Linked DNA regions of Larimichthys crocea: region 2 is linked to region 1. The links are chromatin contacts, called in public Hi-C maps. All regions are on one chromosome and are shown on one strand. Each heading gives the region's core, a stretch centred on a gene start, on an enhancer-like site or on the middle of the called end of the contact. The rest is flanking DNA. Distances are from core to core; before and after follow the strand shown. Region 1 holds the start of galnt14 (UDP-N-acetyl-alpha-D-galactosamine:polypeptide N-acetylgalactosaminyltransferase 14 (GalNAc-T14)). Region 2 holds the start of angel2 (angel homolog 2 (Drosophila)).

Evidence for each region. Hi-C and Micro-C count contacts between places; a contact is called where the count stands out from the background.
Region 2: a contact with region 1 is called in a Hi-C map of muscle, with 2.1 times the contacts expected there. The contact joins the promoter of angel2 here to the promoter of galnt14 in region 1. A contact is called at or near these places in 3 of 7 Hi-C or Micro-C datasets (all in muscle).

What each region holds. Positions count from the first base shown.
Region 1 is chrXI:21,435,626-21,440,013 of L_crocea_2.0, forward strand. It overlaps galnt14 (UDP-N-acetyl-alpha-D-galactosamine:polypeptide N-acetylgalactosaminyltransferase 14 (GalNAc-T14)), which reads left to right and starts at 2,596. Exons shown (of 16, transcript XM_027284512.1): 1 at 2,596-2,784.
Region 2 is chrXI:21,573,573-21,577,960 of L_crocea_2.0, forward strand. It overlaps angel2 (angel homolog 2 (Drosophila)), which reads left to right and starts at 2,496. Exons shown (of 9, transcript XM_019259127.2): 1 at 2,496-2,662. galnt14 (UDP-N-acetyl-alpha-D-galactosamine:polypeptide N-acetylgalactosaminyltransferase 14 (GalNAc-T14)) reads left to right here. Exons shown (of 16, transcript XM_027284512.1): 16 at 299-1,755. The coding sequence ends at 457.

The DNA of each region.
Region 1 (4,388 bases), core at 1,346-3,845:
ACATGAGTCACTTGGATAAATCCTGTGTAGCAGATCCTCTTCTCCCTCTTCTCCCTCCCCTCTTTTCAATATACTGAGTAGTACTGTTGTTTTACATAAAAGGGGAATACGACTGAATTTTTGTATTCTGTATTATTTTTGCCAAAATGCCATGTATTCATTTAGAAAAAACAATTACCCCAAGTTCATCACTGAGTGTCTCTGTAGTAGAGTGCTAAACCCAATACATAAATGACTTACTACCCCTTTAAATCCTTCTATAATTTATTTCTTACTTTGTGTTTTGTGGGTAGAATTAGGTGTCATTTAATTTTCAGATGGGGGATATCGATTTGAAACATAATTCTTGAAATGTTTTTTTGTTTTTGTCTTACATCGATCATTTCTGCTACTGAACAGAAGAAGAGAGATGCGTTTGTCCCACAGTTTAAATCAGTGATGTCACATTGATGCGCAGCACACGTGAAAATTGGTTTGAGAAATCACCCAAAAGCTGGTTTTAAATTTAAACAAACTAAATTTAAGTTTTAAACATGGCTGGACTCTTGAACTCGCCATTTTGGCAAAGTAATCAACCCTGATGGCTCCTCCTCTGTGCTATTAATTTTTTTAGGAGGTAAGATACATGACCTGAGAGGTCCCCAGCGGGTCGGACCCTGGGGTGGTTGCACATCTCTTGACGTCACAGATTCAAACTGTCTGCAGCGTCTCAGCTGGTTTTTGGCTGCAGAAATAACACGTGAATCCTTAAATTGAGTGGTTTCCCCCTTTTTCCTCATAGGTTTTTTTTGTCATAGTTTGTCATTGTCTCTGACACCCCTTCCCCCTCTGCTCTTAATCAGCCTACACAGTCTGACTGCTTGGACTTTGTGCTGTGCATATTGTTCAGTTACACACCTCTCCTCCTTCCTCTTCTTAAAGGGGGTGTTCTACCCAAATCAACTTTTTTGTTTGTGACGTTGCAACTTTTTTTCTTCAAATTTAAAGTTACGTCGTCTGTTTGGCACGTTTTCGGTGCATTAGAAGTTGTGACATGTTCAATACAGGTACGGAGTCTCCATTAAAATGAACCTTGCAGCGTTACAGGAGATGCAATTTGATGACGTTGAATTGTATATTACTGTTTTTTTCAAGAAGCATGAAGCTGTGGATTTCCTTGAATGGCAGGAAAATCAGAAAGTGTCTGTGTTTTTTTTATTTTTGCAAATTCACATCAGAAAAGTTGATTCTGGTGGAGAGCCCTTGTAACCAGACACCACTTAACTATGCTAATCCTCATGCACAAGTTATTGTTTCTCCTCTCCATCACCTCTCCCCATCCCGCTCGTCTTTTCTAATGAGAACACAGCGAAGGATAAAGGGAGCCTGGCTGGTTCTTATTTTGATATTTTGAAAAACGTGTTCCTGTTTTTATTTTTTATTTTTTTTTGAGTGCTAATGAGAAATGGAAGAAATGGAATATCTTTCTGTACCTTTTTAGAGAAAATTTATTTAACCTTATATCAGTTTGAGTTACTTACACCCTAGCATAGAGTGGCATATTTAGTTAAATGTATAAAAAAAAAGAAAAAAAAAAAAAAAAAAGAAAGAACATAATTCTGTCCTATTTTCTCCTTTTAATTTTATCGTGTTCCATTTTCTGCTGAGGAAAATAAACTGGATTAGAGGATGTGGTGTGTGTGTGTGTATGTGTTAATCTGTGTTTTTTTTTTTTTCCCCCACGTGTTTTAACATTTGTTTGAAAAGGGGTGAAAATAAACCATGAACAGAAATACCATAATATCCATCAGTTTGTTATTATGAGCAAAAATGTCACGCAGAGTTGAATCTTATTTAGGTCAGGAGCATAGATTACCATAGTTTTTTTTTTTCTGCATTACATTTTGATATTAAAACCATATACTGTATATGTTCATATACAGCCAGCCTATTCATTGCAGCTTCTAAAAATGCGTACATAAAACTGCTTGATACATAACACAATACAAAATAATTAATTATAGTCATCCAGAGATACATTATTGTAGTATCTATGAGCACCACGTAATGTGGTGCTAAATTCAAGAGCAAGTAAATGTATGAATGATAGCACCATGGATTGGTCAGCTGTGGTTTCCTGTGTTTAACAGTGTGATGTATGAAAATATTAATATAGATATATGATATGAAATTCAACACAGAAGTATTCAGATCTTTTACTTGAGTAAAAATAGCAGTACTGCTCCGTTGAAACACTCCATTACAAGTACTTTTATTGAAGTACATAAGTATCCAAAATAAAAGTACTCATTATGCCCCTGTCAGTGCTATCAGATTATACTTGCTAATAATAATTATAAGTAAACAATGTTCTGTAATCTGAAAGCTGTTAGATAATTGTGGTGGAGTAAAAAAAAGTACAGTATTTCTATTTGAAATATTTTGCTTGTATTTACATAGCAGAAAATGGAAATCCTAAAGTACTACAATATCTCAATACTTAAAATTACTGTATTTGAGTACTTTGTGCTCTGTTGTCTGGAGGTGCTAACAATGCTGGGAGGTTCTTCCATCCATACTTGACTGTGGAAAGGAGCTACCTCAACCTGAAGACCAGGTAACACAGTCAGAAGACAGTGAGTTAGTCAGCTGCTGTTGCCATGGTTTCCACTCATTGGAAACCATAGCAACAGTGGGCGGGGCCAAACGTCTAAATTCGAATAAAGCCGTTAGGGAGAGTTCGACAAAAGTTCGTCCGCGGTATTTTTAACGTGTCTGTTCGACGTTTTGACCAACAACGAACGAGTAAGTGTGTCCGGGGAAGCTGAGAAAATGTTTTCTTTTTTGTTCTTTGTGTTCTTAAATTACCACTTTTATTAATAAGCAACGTTTTTTTAAACTTTAAAAAGGCGCTAAAGTGGTGTAAGAGACGTTAGAGTTTAGCTTAACGTGCTAGCTGGTTATATTATTAAACCCCTTTAAAACTATATTTTTTTAGTTAACACAGTGTCCTCTAAACATCTTAAAGGTGAAATGTTACAAATACAACACCAGTTATGTCATAAATTCAATTTATTTTATTATCAGCCTGCCCTGGACTAGACAGTTAGTTAGTAGTTTCCCCCCCCAATTTAAGTTGCCATAGCAACCGAGCCTGACTGAATTCAGAATCAGAATCAGAATCAGAAATACTTTAATAATCCCAGGGGGAAATTATTTTTTGTTACTATACTCCAGTGTACAAACACAAAAACAACATATGTAAACACTTAGCTATCTATTAAGAACAAAAAAAAATATATATAAAAAAACTATATATATTAAAAGGCACCAAATTAAGTGAAAATGAGTCGAGACTAACTGAAATAAGCCCGGTTTATTTAATTAAATTTTTTTGTTAATTATTATTTTAAGGTGTTGGAGAGAAAAAATTGAAAAACCTTTTTTCACAGTTAACACAGGTGTTACCAGTGATACTAATTAACCCTAGAACACTAACGTTGCATGGGTCCTTAGGTAGCTTCAGGCTGCTCACTGATGTCATTAATGGTTTGTTTACCTCCTCCCATCTATGTTTTTTTTTTCCAAGAGGCATGCGTTCAGGTGATTTTGACCTGACGTTAGTGATAAAGAGTCTGTCAGTGATGCAGAAAGACTGTGCCTTCACCAGACAAGCTCACATGTCCCAGGAATGGGTGGACCAAAGTACCAAAGACAGAAGAACAAGTTCCCAGCTCCATTACTTTTTTTGTTAGGAAATTTCTCGTTTTTTATTTTTTATTTTATGTGATATTGTATATTTGGAAATTAAAGAAGAGTACTACAGTTTGCCATACAGTGTTGTACTTTTACATAAATTGATGAAAACTGTATTATATCGGGTAAAATACACCCGACGTTAGTGATGGTGTTACTAATTTTAACGCGTTCTAGGATTAAGGTTCAGTTCCATTCAGGTCAAACAGAGTCAGTCTCTGCAATAAATGGACCTTAATTAATATCACTGGTAACACCTGTGTTGACCCTAATATTTCATGTCAAAGTGGCTGATGTGAAAAAGATGTATTCAGGCAAGCTCAGCTTCAACCGACAGCTCCGGCTCCAGCCAGCAACGTCTGGGACTTGCCTATACACCAGTGAGCAGCGAGGAGCAACCTGAAATGGAACAAACACATTAGATTTATAAGGCTGTTCTGTAAAGTTATGGGTGATATAGTTATGTATTATGAAATATGCAGTATTCACATGAGAAGAATCGTCATGACATCATCATAAAATATGAACTTTTTTCCAGTTGTAATGCTGATTGTCGAGGTGAAGCTACAAGTTTAAGTTCTTTTATTTTACTACCCTTGTAGTGCTGTTCAGATTGTTATCAAGTTATAATAAAGCTCGTTTTCTCCTCATCT
Region 2 (4,388 bases), core at 1,246-3,745, 140 kb after region 1:
TGACTCAGCGTGTGATGTCATGAGTCAGTGTGTGATGTCATGAGTCAGCGTGTGATGTCATGAGTCAGCGTGCGATGTCATGAGTCAGCGTGCGATGTCATGAGTCAGTGTGTGATGTCATGAGTCAGCGTGTGATGTCACGAGTCAGTGTGTGATGTCATGACTCAGCGTGTGATGTCATGAGTCAGTGTGTGATGTCATGAGTCAGCGTGTGATGTCATGAGTCAGTGTGTGATGTCATGAGTCAGCGTGTGATGTCCTCTCTGTCTCACGTCTCTTTGTGGTTCCTCTCCTCCAGCGGTGGCAGAAGTCGGGGACTCACTTGGAGCACCTGGTGTCTCGGTTCTGCCTGGACTCGGAGATGGCTCTGGACGGGATGGACTCAGCTCGAATGCTGGTCATCAGCCCCTGTGAACTGAGCGCGTACACACAAAGGTGGGAGGTCCCCTTCTCCTGACCTCTAACCCTGTGACCTGTCACCTCCCCCCAAAGAATAAGAAATAAAAACCTGCCCCGTCACCCGTTCACAGCCTCAGAGACCCGGGCAGAGAGCTGCTGTGACACAGTGAAGATGCATGAGCACGTCGTGTGGAGCTGCGCTGAGAGCAGCCCGACGCTTCTAAAGACTTTCAGACGTGAGAAGAAACATTGCTAAAGGAAGAGACGCATCGGAAACGTCCGATTAAACGTTTGAGGCTGTTTGGAGTCGAACCAAGTGCACCTTAAAACCCGGCCTGTCCAAGATTTGAGCTGGACACAAACTTTTGCTTGAGGAAAAAAAAAAATATCAAAGAATGTGTCTTGTAATCTTTTGCAATGAAAGTGTCTGTTTTCAAGAATGTGGGAATTAAAACCAAGCACAACCCGAGCTTCTACTTTACTTGGTGAAACATTGCTGTCTTTACTGTAGTAGAAACATCCAGGATGGTCGAGATCCAGCCAGGAACTCTCCAGATCAAAGCTTCTTAGAAACAGACACGTTGTTTTTTTTGCATGAACAGAATCTGTTTTGTCTCTAAAGTTCAAGACTCGTTACCTATGACTTGATAAAAAGCACATAATCCTGATTTACACTGAGTTTGAACCCAGCTGACCAACCTCTGACCTGTCACGGTAAAAAACACAAATCTGAACATTTCATTCTGCAGTCAAACCTCCCGATCACTCTGCACCAAACAAAGATCCAGTCTTTGCTCTGATTCCTTCTGTAAAGCTCTTAAAATGATCTGAAGTTTGCAAAGGGCATCAGACATTTAGTTTGCTGTACGTTGATTATACAAGCTTTTATTTTCCCGTAAAACTTTTGACTATACTTCATACTTGACTAGCAACTGATCGCAGAAGAAGAAGGGTGTATATATTAATAGTTTGTGAGGAGCCCGGAGTTTTGTAGATTTGTAGAAACACAGACAGAAAAGGGCTACAGCTGCACACAGAGACGCTCAGCATGTTTGCAGCACGTCTCCAGTCCAATAAGTCCAACAATCCAGTCGGATGTTTTGGGGGTGGATCAGCTGCTTCACACTGCACGCCCTGTGAAGAGCTGCCGTGCATGTGAGAGTTCTGGTTGTTCTTCTTCGTCCACGTTCACTTCAAACTCAGTCAGTCCATCAGCCTCGTGACGCTTGCTGGCATCTTTCATGTTTCTATTGCAGGTTTGGAGGATTCACACATTCTGTTGTTTCTGAGCACCTTGACAGGACACACACACACAGGACACACACACAGGACACACACACACAGGACACACACACACAGGACACACACAGGACACACACACACAGGACACACACAGGACACACACACACAGGACACACTGCAGCTGCTGTGTGACCCTCTGGTCATGTGACGGTCTACTTTGGTTTTTCAAATTCCAACAGAGTCAAAACAAACTCAGAATAACTGCACAGCTAAAAAAGTTCAAAGTCTCTAAACTTCCCAACATCATCAGTGAGTTTTTCAGAAGATGGAGTCTGTGTTTCTTCTTCCACGGCATCATTTTCTATCCTGTCCGACTCCTGAAACAAAAGTTTTATAACACACACACACACACGTTTTTCTGAAATCAATAAACTAAAAGTCAAGATATAAATATGGATTTGTCTCCTTTGTGTTGTGATATTGTAGAATAACTCACACGGCTGTGAAGTCAGACACACACAGTCTAGTGCACGTGATGAAAAATAGATTTTTTTCTATTTAGCACGAGTCACAAACCTACAAGTCTGTCTATGACCTGAAGGTTTGTTTCTGATTTATACATTTGATTCATAAAAACATGTTGTTGTTTTTTAATGGCTGCTGAAATTTTTGATAAAAATAAATTCTCTGTAAAAACATTTAACCTTTAATATGTCAACACAAAAAAACAAGACGTTTGAGGAGGTGTATGCAAATGAGCACATTTTATTAAGATAATAAAGATTAAAACAAACAATTAAGAAAAGAGAGAGAGGTGTGTGTGTGTGTGTGTGTGTGTGTGTGTGTGTGTGTCATTGTTTATGCTGAGAGGCGCTGCACACACACACACACGCTGCTCCTCTTTAACCACACAGGGAATAATCGATCCGCTTTAAACGTATCGATTATTATTATTAGAAGAATCTGACATCACCGGTCTGTACCGACACCGGCTGTCAGTCTTTACCGAGAGGCTGTTCACGTGAGTACAATGACCTTTTTATTCTTTCCACAGCTCCGATAAAACGTGTCGATACTCGTGTTTAATCCAACCTGTTATGTTGTTCAATTAAACCGATTAATTATTAATTAATGACGCTGCGTGTTTATCTGTAAGAACGTGACAAATCTCTCGATTAAAAAATATATTTTTTTATATCTAGTCAGCAGCCACGTTTCCAGTCGGACCTCTTTCCCCGCCGCACTAGCGTCACTGTAGTTCGCTCACTGCATCGTCTCTTGAGGTAACAGGCCCGTAAAGACTACAACTCCCAGCGGGAGGAGCGGGAGAAGCGAGGCGACGTGTTGCGTTTAAGCGCTCACGTAAATGTTGGAATTATTACGATTATCTCGATTATAATCGATAAATCAATAAAAATCGACATTTCTTTTTGATTTCACAATAAAATAACAAAACGTGGGACCGGATGTGTTTTTGTTTTTGTTGTTTTTGTTGTTTTTAGCAGTAGCAGGCTGTCCAGCGCGGGAATAAACAAACATTAGCGCCGTTTATCATGAACTTCGCTGTGTATCTAACATGTTCCTCCTCTTCTTCACTCTGTCCAAGTCTCACACGCTGTTATTTAAAATAATACTGTAACTAATACTATAAACATTAAACTGCAGGTGTGTGGTTTACAGTTTGAAGCACCTTTCTTTGGTGTAGAGTTGGGAAATACGAGCTTTGGTTGAGTACGTGAAGGCAGCACGGTTGCCTGCAGTTTGTTGTTGCTCAAACCGCCTCAAACATTTCGACAAAACCTGAAAAAACCTGTTAAAATCTGATTTAATGATGTTTGTTCGTGTTCGAGCTCACACGTGAACGATGAGTCCTTCATCCCCGGACAGAAGTAAGTCACTGTGAGTCAGCTGATCGAAGTTTAAACGATAATAAGAAGAGATCAGCTGATTTACAGGAGCTAACAGAGCTAACGTGTGTCTGTCTCTTCTGTTTATTACTGTTATTTCTGTTTCTCACGTTATTTATTATGATATTTATTTATTTATTATGATATTTATCATGTTGTCATCTTGTTCTTGGCTTCGTGTGTGTAAAGTTTTGGTCTTAAATGTTTTAAATGTTTAATGTTTAGCAGCTAATGTAGCTTCTTTATTTGTTTTGTTTTGTATTTTTTAATCTAAATGAAGCTTCCACAAACGTTAAACTGTGTTTTTAGTGTTTTTAAGAGTCTCTTGATGTTTTTTAGTCTGGATCTGTTTCAGTGAGACTGAAAGCAGCAGTGACAGATTGTCACTTTGTCTCTCTGTCACTTTGTCTCTTTGTCACTTTGTCTCTCTGTCACTTTGTCTCTCTGTCACTTTGTCTTTTTGTCACTTTGTCTCTTTGTCTTTTTCTCTCTTTGTCACTTTGTCTCTCTGTCACTTTGTCTCTTTGTCTTTTTGTCACTTTGTCTTTTTGTCACTTTGTCTCTTTTTTCACTTTGTCTCTCTGTCACTTTGTCTCTCTGTCACTTTGTCTTTTTGTCAGTTTGTCACTTTGTCTCTCTGTCACTTTGTCTCTCTGTCACTTTGTCTTTTTGTCACTTTGTCTCTCTGTCACTTTGTCTTTTTGTCACTTTGTCTTTTTGTCACTTTGTCTCTTTGTCTCTGGGAAGTGAAGTTTCATTCATTCATTTCTTTAATGGGATCATGTTCAGTATGAAACATAAACGATTACATTTGATGTTCTGCAGCAGAGTTAGCAGACA